2 separate regions of the Pan troglodytes genome follow, and region 1 is linked to region 2. A link is a contact called in public capture Hi-C data. All regions are on one chromosome and are shown on one strand. Each heading gives the region's core, a stretch centred on a gene start, on an enhancer-like site or on the middle of the called end of the contact. The rest is flanking DNA. Distances are from core to core; before and after follow the strand shown. Region 1 has its middle 97 kb from the start of KCNJ15. Region 2 overlaps LOC747480 (Down syndrome critical region protein 8).

Evidence for each region. Capture Hi-C pulls out chosen DNA fragments and counts their contacts.
Region 1: a contact with region 2 is called in a capture Hi-C map of stem cell-derived neural stem cells, with 4 times the contacts expected there. The contact joins two enhancer-like sites. A contact is called at or near these places in 5 of 7 Hi-C or Micro-C datasets (blood, induced pluripotent stem cells, a lymphoblastoid cell line and 1 more) and 1 of 1 other capture datasets (stem cell-derived neural stem cells).

What each region holds. Positions count from the first base shown.
Region 1 is chr22:39,048,704-39,053,795 of NHGRI_mPanTro3-v2.0_pri, reverse strand. No RefSeq gene overlaps it. Among named protein-coding and RNA genes, the nearest start is that of KCNJ15, 97 kb to the right of the region's middle. Within about 2 kb of position 3,430, at least 1 of the 24 cell types and tissues checked has an H3K27ac peak or open chromatin away from gene starts, as enhancers often do. A contact at or near this core is called in stem cell-derived neural stem cells, where this site is marked.
Region 2 is chr22:38,868,420-38,873,550 of NHGRI_mPanTro3-v2.0_pri, reverse strand. The region is part of intron 5 of LOC747480 (Down syndrome critical region protein 8); the gene reads right to left. Among named protein-coding and RNA genes, the nearest start is that of KCNJ15, 83 kb to the left of the region's middle. Within about 2 kb of position 2,845, at least 1 of the 24 cell types and tissues checked has an H3K27ac peak or open chromatin away from gene starts, as enhancers often do. A contact at or near this core is called in stem cell-derived neural stem cells, where this site is marked.

The DNA of each region.
Region 1 (5,092 bases), core at 2,181-4,680, 180 kb before region 2:
CACAAAAGGTGATGTGTCCCAGCACTATTACCATCTGTGAAGGCTTGTTTTGCTTTCTATCTCTTCATCAGATGTCCTCAAGTTCAAAGAAGCAGTTTATTATACATGTTTGGTCATTGATGCAACCACCGAAGACATCATTGCTTTCTAGTGAAGGGAAGCATCATTCCTTTTTAGTGAAAAATCATTAAATTTGGAGTCAGAGTCCCCACCGCTCTCACTAAGAACCTGTTTCCATGTGTTTGTGTGTGAGACACTCATTGATTACTTCATCTCCTTCTCAGATAGAGTTCAGAAAAGCACCTCAGATTTAATGAGGAAAATGCAGGCATATGAACTCCTAATGGAGTAAAGAGAAGATGAGAGACCATTGTGCTTCTCAGGTGACCAGAAACTCCTGTTATTTTAGTGTAATACTGTCAGCCTCCCATTTGTTCACTCCAAGATCATTTATTAAAGAAGATGGAGAAGGAAAGCAACTTGAGCTGAGCACTTTCAAGGGGGCGGGTGTTCGCTGCATGCAGGCTGGGGTCTGAGATGGATGGAGCTAGTCCCTGCTCCCTAGGAGCACAAAACTGAGTGCAGCAGCTCTAAAAATCAGGCCCCCAGACCACCTGCATCTGAATCACGGGGTTTGTGTGCTAACAATGTGCATTTGTGAGTGTGGCCTAGATTTATGCTGCCTTTACTGCCCATGCTACAGAAACACCGCCTGGTGGGTAACCCGGACAAGTCAAGTGAAATCCTAGTCCAGCGTCGTAAGTGGTGTGTAAGGGAACAGCCACGGAAAACCAAGATGATGGCAAACACTTGCTCATGATCCGTCGCAGGCCTGCACCGAGTGCTGCAGGTGTGAACTCCTGTAATGCTGCAACAACCATTCTAGGTGGTGTCTGCTGTCAGCCTCATTTTGTGGGTGGGGAAACTGAGGCACAGAGAGGTCAAGTAACTTTCCAAGGTCACACAGCTGGAAGGCTGAGGGGATGCTAAACACAGTGGTCTAGCTTCAGAGTCCAGGATCTTGAGTGCTAGGCTACCCGGCCTCTGCTAGGGTGTTAGAAGGAAGACCCTCTGTGTTAGAAGGATAACTAACCACTTAGAAAATTCAGTCTTTGAAGGTTTGGGTTGAGTTGTAGATTTACAAACTGGGACTGAAATTTGGAAATACTGGACCCGATGAAATTAGAGAGAAAGAATGGTTTGATTGGAAGACAGACAAACAAGGGTATGCAGGACCTTTATAAGGAAATAAGTAAGAATGTTTCCCTTGGAAGAAGCCCTGGGGTTCCAGTCTGAAACTACAGTTGAAAGAAGGAGAGGACCAACTGAACCTACCTGGGGCCCATGGATGCTTCTTCAGCCCAAGGAAACAATTTCATGCTCCTCCAAGAGATGGCGCTGGCGTTTCTGAAACCAAAATGGGCACCTCTCATTCCAAAGCTCCGCAGAAGTCTTTGGGCTCCTATTTTGTTTGTATGATTGCTTCAAACTTGGAAAACCTTTACCTCTGTTCCACCATAGTAGGGAAAATACACTCCTCTGCCGGTATTAGGTAGACCAGGCAACTGGCCATAATCAAAGCTTTTAAAGCTAAGTGTCTATAGATCTGTAGGCAGGAACTGAGAAAGAGAACTCATTCCGGTTGAGTATCCACCAGGTGAGGAGTTGCACAAACCCCTAATCTTCTCGACCATGATTCTGTTGAATAGGTTATTATTTTTTTAATCCTGAAATCAAGGCTCTGAGTGGTGAGACTGCTTGCCAAGCGACACGGCCCATGCATGCTGGAGCTGGGATGGAAACCCGGGCAGATCTGATGCCTCTGCCAACTCCGTTTCCACCACACCACTCTGCCTTAGAGGACTGTAAAGATGTCTGTGCCTATGAGACGAGCCATCAGTTATCATGTACTCTGAATATAATGCGCCCCCACACCAAAAAAGGGAAGTTGTTAAATTCCAGGTGCTAATTTGTTTTCTTAGTATTTGCTTTTCTCCTGAAGGTGGAAGCCAATCCGATTAATTGAGGGCTTCAATTAGTTGCGTGCAGGCTAGCTCTAGGGTTTCGTGTGCTTCCTGCTCCAAATTGCTGTGTGACGAATCACTCATAATCCACACAGCTTAATATCCCTTACAGGAACAGTCAGTGAGGACTTCCTTTTTAGGAAATGAAAGGCAAACAGAAAGGTCTTTTATTTCAAGGTTCTTGAATTTCCCACCCTCTGGTCCTACTTTACATCTTCAAAGCTTAAGTGTGAAACAAAGGAAAAGTAGAAGAAAAGATGTGTAACAGGAGGACCAGAGTTAAGAGACTCACAGAATCATTCTCTCTCCCTCCCTCTGTCCCTCTCTCATTCTCTTTCTTTCATTCCTCTCTCCTAACCTCCTGTTCTTCCTTCCTTTCTCTTTCTCCTTCCCTCCCTTCCTCCCTTCCTTCCTTCTTTCCTTTCCTTCCTTCCTTCCCTTTCTCTCTCTCTCTCTCCCCCTGTCCTTCCTTCTCCTTTCTCTTCCCTTCCTTTCCCTCCCTTCCCTTCTTTCTTTTCCCTCAGTATGGGGTGAGGAAGGATTAGTTACAGCCAGCAGAGGCTATGGAAGCCAAAGCGTCTCCGATTTATATGTGCACATGCGATCACTCCAGGATCTGGAAAAGATACAGACTCTGAGTCGTGGGTCTGAGGTGAGCCTGAGCTTCAGCATTTCCAGCAAGCCTGGGACGTTCTGGGCAGCAAGCCCCATGGAGGTGTCAAGGAATACAGCGCCGTGCATCAGCCGAGCCTGGCCTTGCTCTGATGAGGCCCAACGGGGGCTGGTGACAGCAATGAGGAGGCCCGGCCCTTGCGAGCAGCCAGCAGCGCCAGGACCAGCTGTCCTGAAATCTGCAGGCTTGCATCTTGGCTCTTGGGGATCTTTTGAGCTCAACAGGCTCCCATGAAGTCCAGGGAAAGGGACTGAGGAGGTGGAGAGGGAGAGATGAAGACACGGAGGGCATCGTGTTGGGCGTCCCTGTGAATGGTGGAGGAGAGAGAGGTGATGGGATGTGCCCCTTTCAGGCTGGACCCACCCAGCCCCTCTGAGCTTCAGAATCCTCCAAACAGAGAATCAGAAAACACCCCAGATGTGAGATTAGGGTTTTCCAAAGTGTGGTGCAGCTACAAAGGCAGCCCAGTCTGAGTTTCCAGGGATGGGACCGCTTGCTATGCTGCCCAGGCAATTCTGACCCACAGCAAAGTTAGATAACCACATCACCACAGCCCTCTCCAGCCTTGAAGGCTTCTCCTTTCCAGTGAGCTGAACTCTCTTCCCTACAGATGTCTCAATAGGCTTGGGGGAGGGGCTGCTGTACCCAGTCCTTCTCTCTCTCCAGAGGAACTGGAGGCCACTTAAACCTGGTCCCATAGCTGCCAAGAGTGGGGCCAGGACAGAGTCCAGATGGGTGGCCTGCCCCCTCTGCACAGCCACCTCCTTCTCCTCTTGCCCTCGGCAATGCCCTGCTCAGCAACCTACTGCTTCCCTCTCAGGCATTTGCTCAAGTCTGTATCTCTTGCCTCCTATCCCAGTATTTCCAACCCACCTGTGTAATGCATTCCTCACCTGACAGCACACTGAACTTTCCGATCAGATCCCTGACTGCCTCTGCCTCCATGCACACATTTTCTTTGGTTCCCAGCTACTACAGAGAAAAGCCCCACTCGTTGCTTCCGAAGAAACTCGGCAATTTGTCAGTGGCTTATTTGCCACCACTCCGCTCTGCATTTCCCAAGCTTCAGCCATGGTGACCACCCCATTTTCCTCATTTCCAGCTTCCTCAGTTTGCTTATACTTGGAAACTCATCTTTCTAGAGCTCCTTAGCCCTCTGTTTCTCCCTGCCAAAATCTTTCCCATCCTTGTAGGCCCTGCATAAATACTCTTTTTCTCTAGTGACTTCTGTGAAGTAACCACTCCCTCCTTGGACTGCCTGTGACATTACAAATGCCACTGTGTAGCTGGAAAGCTCTTTACATCATTCAGAAGTGGGGTCTTATTCATCTTGAAATGCCCAGAGCCTAGCCCAGTGCTGGGCACTTTGCAGATGTGCAACACTTATTGACTGGCTGAGAGAGTGAATGAATTATTGAATGAATGACTGTGTACACATGGCCCACCCTAACAATTTGAGCTCCATGATCCCCAGGAATTTAGGATCTTCTACTGATTGATGAAGGCAATTAAGCAGAATTTTTGTGTCTTTAACCCAAAAGATATGAACAAATACGGTTTGCCCTCTGTTTATCTTTCCCTGAATAGATAGTTGATAGCAGAAACGTGACATCATAAAGGGTAACCACAAAGATACACCAGAGAAAAACTGATTCTGTTGGTCAAACAACTAAAATTGTCTGTGTCTTAGAATTTGTGAATATTATTTATTGGATTTATTCAAAGATAATGGAAACTGTTTGTGCTCTTATACTATGAACTGTGATTCTAAAACCATTTTCAAAGTCAAGTCAAGTAGTTTAGATTTTGGTTGACTGACCTTATTAAAAGAGTATGAAAATAAATCTTTTGAGATTCACTAGGATAGACGTCAGAGAGACCTGAGATGCGTTAGTCTCTAGGGAGTGTGGGCAACAAATTAGATGAAGTAGGTTATCTTATTTCATCTTGGAGTCCAGCCAGGCTCCCGAAATAAGATCGTCCCCACCTTCCACTTAAGTAACTAAACACATGCTCCAGCCATGGAATTACCCAGATCACTGATGCAGTGATGTTTTCTTGGCTCCAGCCTTTTAGATCAGTTGTCCACTCTGCCCGCGTTCCCCAGGTAATTCGCAAACACTGTTCCTCTTTGCTTCCTGTAACTATAGCCAGAGACATGTGGAACAGTCAAGAGAGTCATAATTTCCATCAGTATTCATGAGCAATTTTCTTACTTAAACCACATCGCTCCAACCCTCCCCTCAGAAAACAACCCAAACCAAGAATATGTTTTCTTAAGAAACCTCAGTCAAATATCTCGGCTAGTTTTCCATTTTCTTTTAGCCGATTCCAGGAAATGGGGGTGTAGGGGTGCCTTAGGAAGCCCCAACTTCTGAGATTCCAGACAGGACCC
Region 2 (5,131 bases), core at 1,596-4,095:
CTCAAGACAGAACTCACCTGGAGGGAAAGAGGAGTTGGACAAGCTTCCCCAAGCCCAGCACCCAGGTCTAAGAACTGAAACCAAATGATCTTTTTCCTCACAGCTAGATATAACAGCACATCACCATTAATTCCAAGTTATCAATGGGTCTTTTAATTAAAGTCTTACCTCTACTCCACTCTCCTGCTAGACCCAAGCTCCAGAAGGGCAGTGACCCTGTCTTGACCTGCACCTGCACCATCTCCTTCACTCAGCCAGAGCCTGTTACTTGTGGGAGCTGATGAGCATTGAGGAATGGCTCACTGGGCCGTGTGAGTTGTCAAGCACTGACATCGCTTCACCTGTCTCCCTGGTCAGCCATGTGGGCTGTAGTAGAGCAGCTGTGGGGGTGACCCCAAAGGACCAGGACCCCACTGGGTAAGCACAGCACAAAGGGGATGTCTGTGGGCCGTGAAGCATGCTGGGGTGAAGAACATGGAGAACTTCCCAGGCAGCCAAGGGGCCTGTGCTGGCCTGGGAGGGAGCTGCCCTTGGGGGAACTGTCAGCTCTTTGAGAAACCAGCGTTGTCTAGATCAGCTGCAGGTGACAACTAGGACTGGAGGTGACCAGGAATATTAGAGTTGGGGACTCCAGAAAGAATGAGCTTCCTTCAACCAGGCATCAGGATGTACTTATTAATATAATGTGTAATGTGCATTAATGCAATGTGTAATGTGTTAATCATATATTCCATATAATTACATTATATGGAATGTGTTATTAATGCAACATGTAACACATAATATATATAATATTTAATATGTATGCAATATGTATTATGCACATATAACATGTAATATGTTATGGATGTAATGTGTTATGTAATATCGAGTGCATTATGAATGTAATATATAATGTGTATAAATATAAGATGTAATGTGTTAATCATGTAATATGGAAGGTGTTACTAATGTGATAGGTAGTGTGCATCACTGTGATATGTAGTATGCATTAGTGTAATTTGCAATGTGTTATTAATGTAATTTGTAATGTGCTGTCAATGTAGCATGTAATGTGTATTGATGTAATATTTAATGTGTGTTAATATAAGGTGTATTAATGTCATGTGCTAATAACAGAATAGGTAATGTCTATTAATATATTACATAATGTATATTGCTATAACATGATGGAGTGTGATATTAACATAATGTGTAATATAAGCTGGATGTAATTAGAATTAAAATGACTGAGAACTTGGCGTTGGCCAGATGACCTGTCCTGGCCCAGCTTTTTTCTCAAAGGCCAAGTGGAGACAAAATCACAGGTACAAGGTCTTAGGGAATGACCTGGACTTTCCACAGCCAAAGGGAAAGTCCACAGGAACTAAAGTGGGAGCCACCCCTACTACACACACACACCACTATATTTTCAAGGAACAATAACTTGTAAATCACTTTGCTCTATAACTCTTATATGAAAATTACTATTAAAAGCTTTCAAAATAGTGAATACTTTAAAGGCCCTTTCAAAAGAGTAAACCTTTTAGCTGTCTTCTGGGAGCAGGAGGAAGACATAGGTAGCTAGCTAGATAGGTGGATCAATAGAGATAGATTGATTGATTTACTATTTACACATCTGTGTACATTTCTGTGTATGTGTCCGGTGATTTCTTTTCATCAGGGTTTTTTTCAATGTCAGCATTATTGACAGTTGAGGGAGGAGAGTTCTATGCTGAGGGGAGCTGCCCTGTACATTAGAGGATGTTTAGCAGCATCTCCAGCCTGGCCTCCACTCACGAGATTCCAGGAGTGCTTCTCCACCTGTGACAACCAACAATGTCTCCAGACAGTGCTAAAGTAGAGGGCCCCTGCCAAATGCAAAATCACCCCCAGCTGAGAACTCTTGCTCTACATTCTAAGGGGGACCACAGCAACATGTTTAGGAGCACAAATCCTGGAGCTCCATGGCCTTGGTTCAAACCCACACATACTAGCCTGTGACCTTGGGCAAGTTAACCTATCTGTGCCCTGATGTCCTCATATGTAAAATGGGGATGATAATAGTATATACCTCTCCATGCCTTTGCTCTGAGGACTCAACATGTTAAGACGTGTGAAGCCTTTGTTACGGACCCTGACACAAAGTAAGGATTTAGCTCTTGTTCTTCTAAATCCCTAAAGCCACAGAATGGAGAAGGAAGGAAGGAGAATTTAGCATCTATAAGCAACCAAGAAGAAAAGTGAGAAGGAGGAAATCTGGACATGTGCTTTGATTCTTAGCCAGCGACCCCTTGTGCCTGGAGAGCTGTAATCTGATGGAGTTCACATGAAACGGCATCTTCTTGAATTAGAACTGGATTTATGAAAACAAAATTATTTCAATAATAAGAGGGTGGTTATCAGTTGATAGATATTCAGTGTTTGGCAAATAGCTAATTTGGGTGATACTGATCCTTCCAAATCGTTCTTTATAACTAGTAGCATGAGGTTAATCCCAGCTTTGTCTTTCCCCAGACCCTCCTCCTCCTGCAGGTGCAGGGTCTACTATTTCCCCCTGTTGTTAAGATCCATGGAAAGGAATCAGGCTCCAGGGCAGAAAGTCTTCACTATTCCACTCTCACTGGAAAATGGAAAAATCCTGATAATGTAGGAGTGTGGTTCAGTTTTAGAATCACGGCTTCTTTTTTTTTTCTCTCATTGCTGCACTCTTGTGACCTTACAAGGGTCTATCACAGCATTTGGCGAACTCGGAGTAGCAAGGAAAGTATCCAAAAGCCAATGAGGGTTCCCGGAGGGGCACAGAACATGGGCCTCTGTGAGGTCCAGTCAGTGCCGATGCAATTTAACAGGCTCCAACCCGGTGTGTGTCTGAAGAGGAGAAAGCTGCACTACAGCCGTCTGGCTTCAGGGAGGGTGAGGGGGCAGGGGTGGAACAGATTGCTTTCTAACTTGGAGCTTTTGCTTTCCAGCCAGCCCAAAATTATAACACTCTTGATGATAAGAGCAAGCAGCATGTTCCAGGCTTGGTGTGTGTGTGTGTATGCATTTAAAATAATCCAGGTTCCCCAACCACCCTCTTAATGGTACCACTAAAGTGGTAAGAGGCTTGACTTTTCCTCGAATGTACATTTCCTGGGAAGAATGAGGAACTCTGCAAAGGTCAGTGTCACCATCTGGACTCCAACTGACTTGGCAAGTAAAATATACAAAGAATGCGGGTCTTTACTACAATCGATTGCTTTTGGCATGCAGATGAAAATGAATAAGAAGGAGCCAAATTTTATAATTGCTGGTAAATCTGTAGATGATCAATGCTGAAACCTTTGTGACTCCTTTCTTTCCATTTATCACCATTTGTCATATTCTGCTTCCCATGTTTTTGGAACGATGACCAGATGGAAAGCAGACTGCAGCCATCAGGCAGGTGAAAAACAGATGGCCCAGGAGGGAAAGAAACCAGAAAACAGGCAGGCAAGGTGGCCCGGCCTAAGGACCAGCCAGGCCATTTCAGGCGCCAGGGCCCAGGCAGACTCCAGAGACTGTCCCAACACTGTCGGAGCTTGACTTTGTCCCCAGCATCATTATCAATGCTAGGGCACAGGTCGCCTTTATTTATCCAGGGAGAAGTGTGAGACAGCATGATGAGAAAGGCAGGCTTAGAGGTCGAGTGTGCTTCTGAATTCCAGTCTTCTTGGTTGTGGCTGAGTAAAGGTGGATGTGCCTGTTCTAAAACCTTTGAACCATAAGAACAGTAAGTGCTTTATATTCCCATTCATCTGCATTTACTGATTCTCTATGGTTTTTTGTACATTACAAAGAAAGGGAGTCTTCTGTGTCTCCTCTCCTCAGCCACTCACGAATCCCTTAACAATAAGTGTGAAAGTGCACACACAAGCATAACAAGGCTAAAGTTGAATTCGAACTTCACGCTTCTCAGTATCAGAAGTTGATCCCAGAGCTCCTTGGAAAGAGGGGCTACAGCCCAGATGTTCCCACAGTAAACTTCAGGTACTTGATGAAGTCTTCTGGATAAGATGCCATTATTTATTATCTCCCATCAGGAAGAACCGACTCTGATAAAACCACATTAGGACACTGTCTCTGGGAGGAAATGTTTCTTATTTTTTTTTAAATATTAGTTCTGGGGGTACATGTGTAGATTTGTTATATGGATATGATGTTAAGGTTTTGGCTTCAATTGAACATGTCACCCAAGGAGTAAACATAGTACTCAATTGGTAGTTTATCAGTCCTTACTCTCCTCCCTCCCTCCCCATGTTTGGAGTCCCCAGTGTCTGTTCTTCCTGTCATTATATCAATGGGTACCCAATGTTTAGCTCTCATTTATAAGTAAGAACATGTGGTATTTGGTTTTCTGTTTCTGCACTAATTCACTTAGGAGAATGGCCTCCAGCTGCACCCATGTTGGTGCAAAGGACATAATTTTCTTTTTTTATGGCTGCATAGTATTCCGTGGTGTATTGTGCCATATTTTCTTTATCCAATCCACCATTGATGGGCATCTGGGTTTATTCTATGTCTTTGCAGCTATTGTAAATAGTGCTGCAATAAACATGTATATGCATGCAAAGCTGAAGCCCAGTTTCTTCTTTTATGCCAGGTTTCCTCTTCTCTTTATTGAGCAGCCTCACTGATGTTGAACAGAGCAGCTCAAAAATAATCCCATTTCACCCAATGAATAAAATGTTTTTATGTCATTTCCTTCTGTCCTGGGTAGGGCAAGAAATGTTCTCAGGTTGTCAACAATCGAGGGATCATAGGTTCTTCATTTTGGAGAGCACGATTGGCATGGATCAGATAAAAGACAAGAGGAAAAGGGAGAGGAGAAATAGAAGCAGATCAAAGACAAAAAGGAACAGGAGGAAGAATCAGAAAGTGGGGGCCCAGAGGCTGCTGTGGGGTCACAGAGACAAAGGGGGTTGTTCCTCATACCTTCTCTTTGCAGGGAATACCTGGGAGTCTGAAAACCTTTGTTCAAATAGTAGCTCTGTCATATATCTTTTTTACATGACTTTTGATAGTTATTCAGTCTCTCTGAACCTCACAGCATTATTATTACTATTATTTTTTACCACACAGCATTATTGGGAAAAGGGGTATGCCATGAAAGTCCCAAGAAGGAGACAGG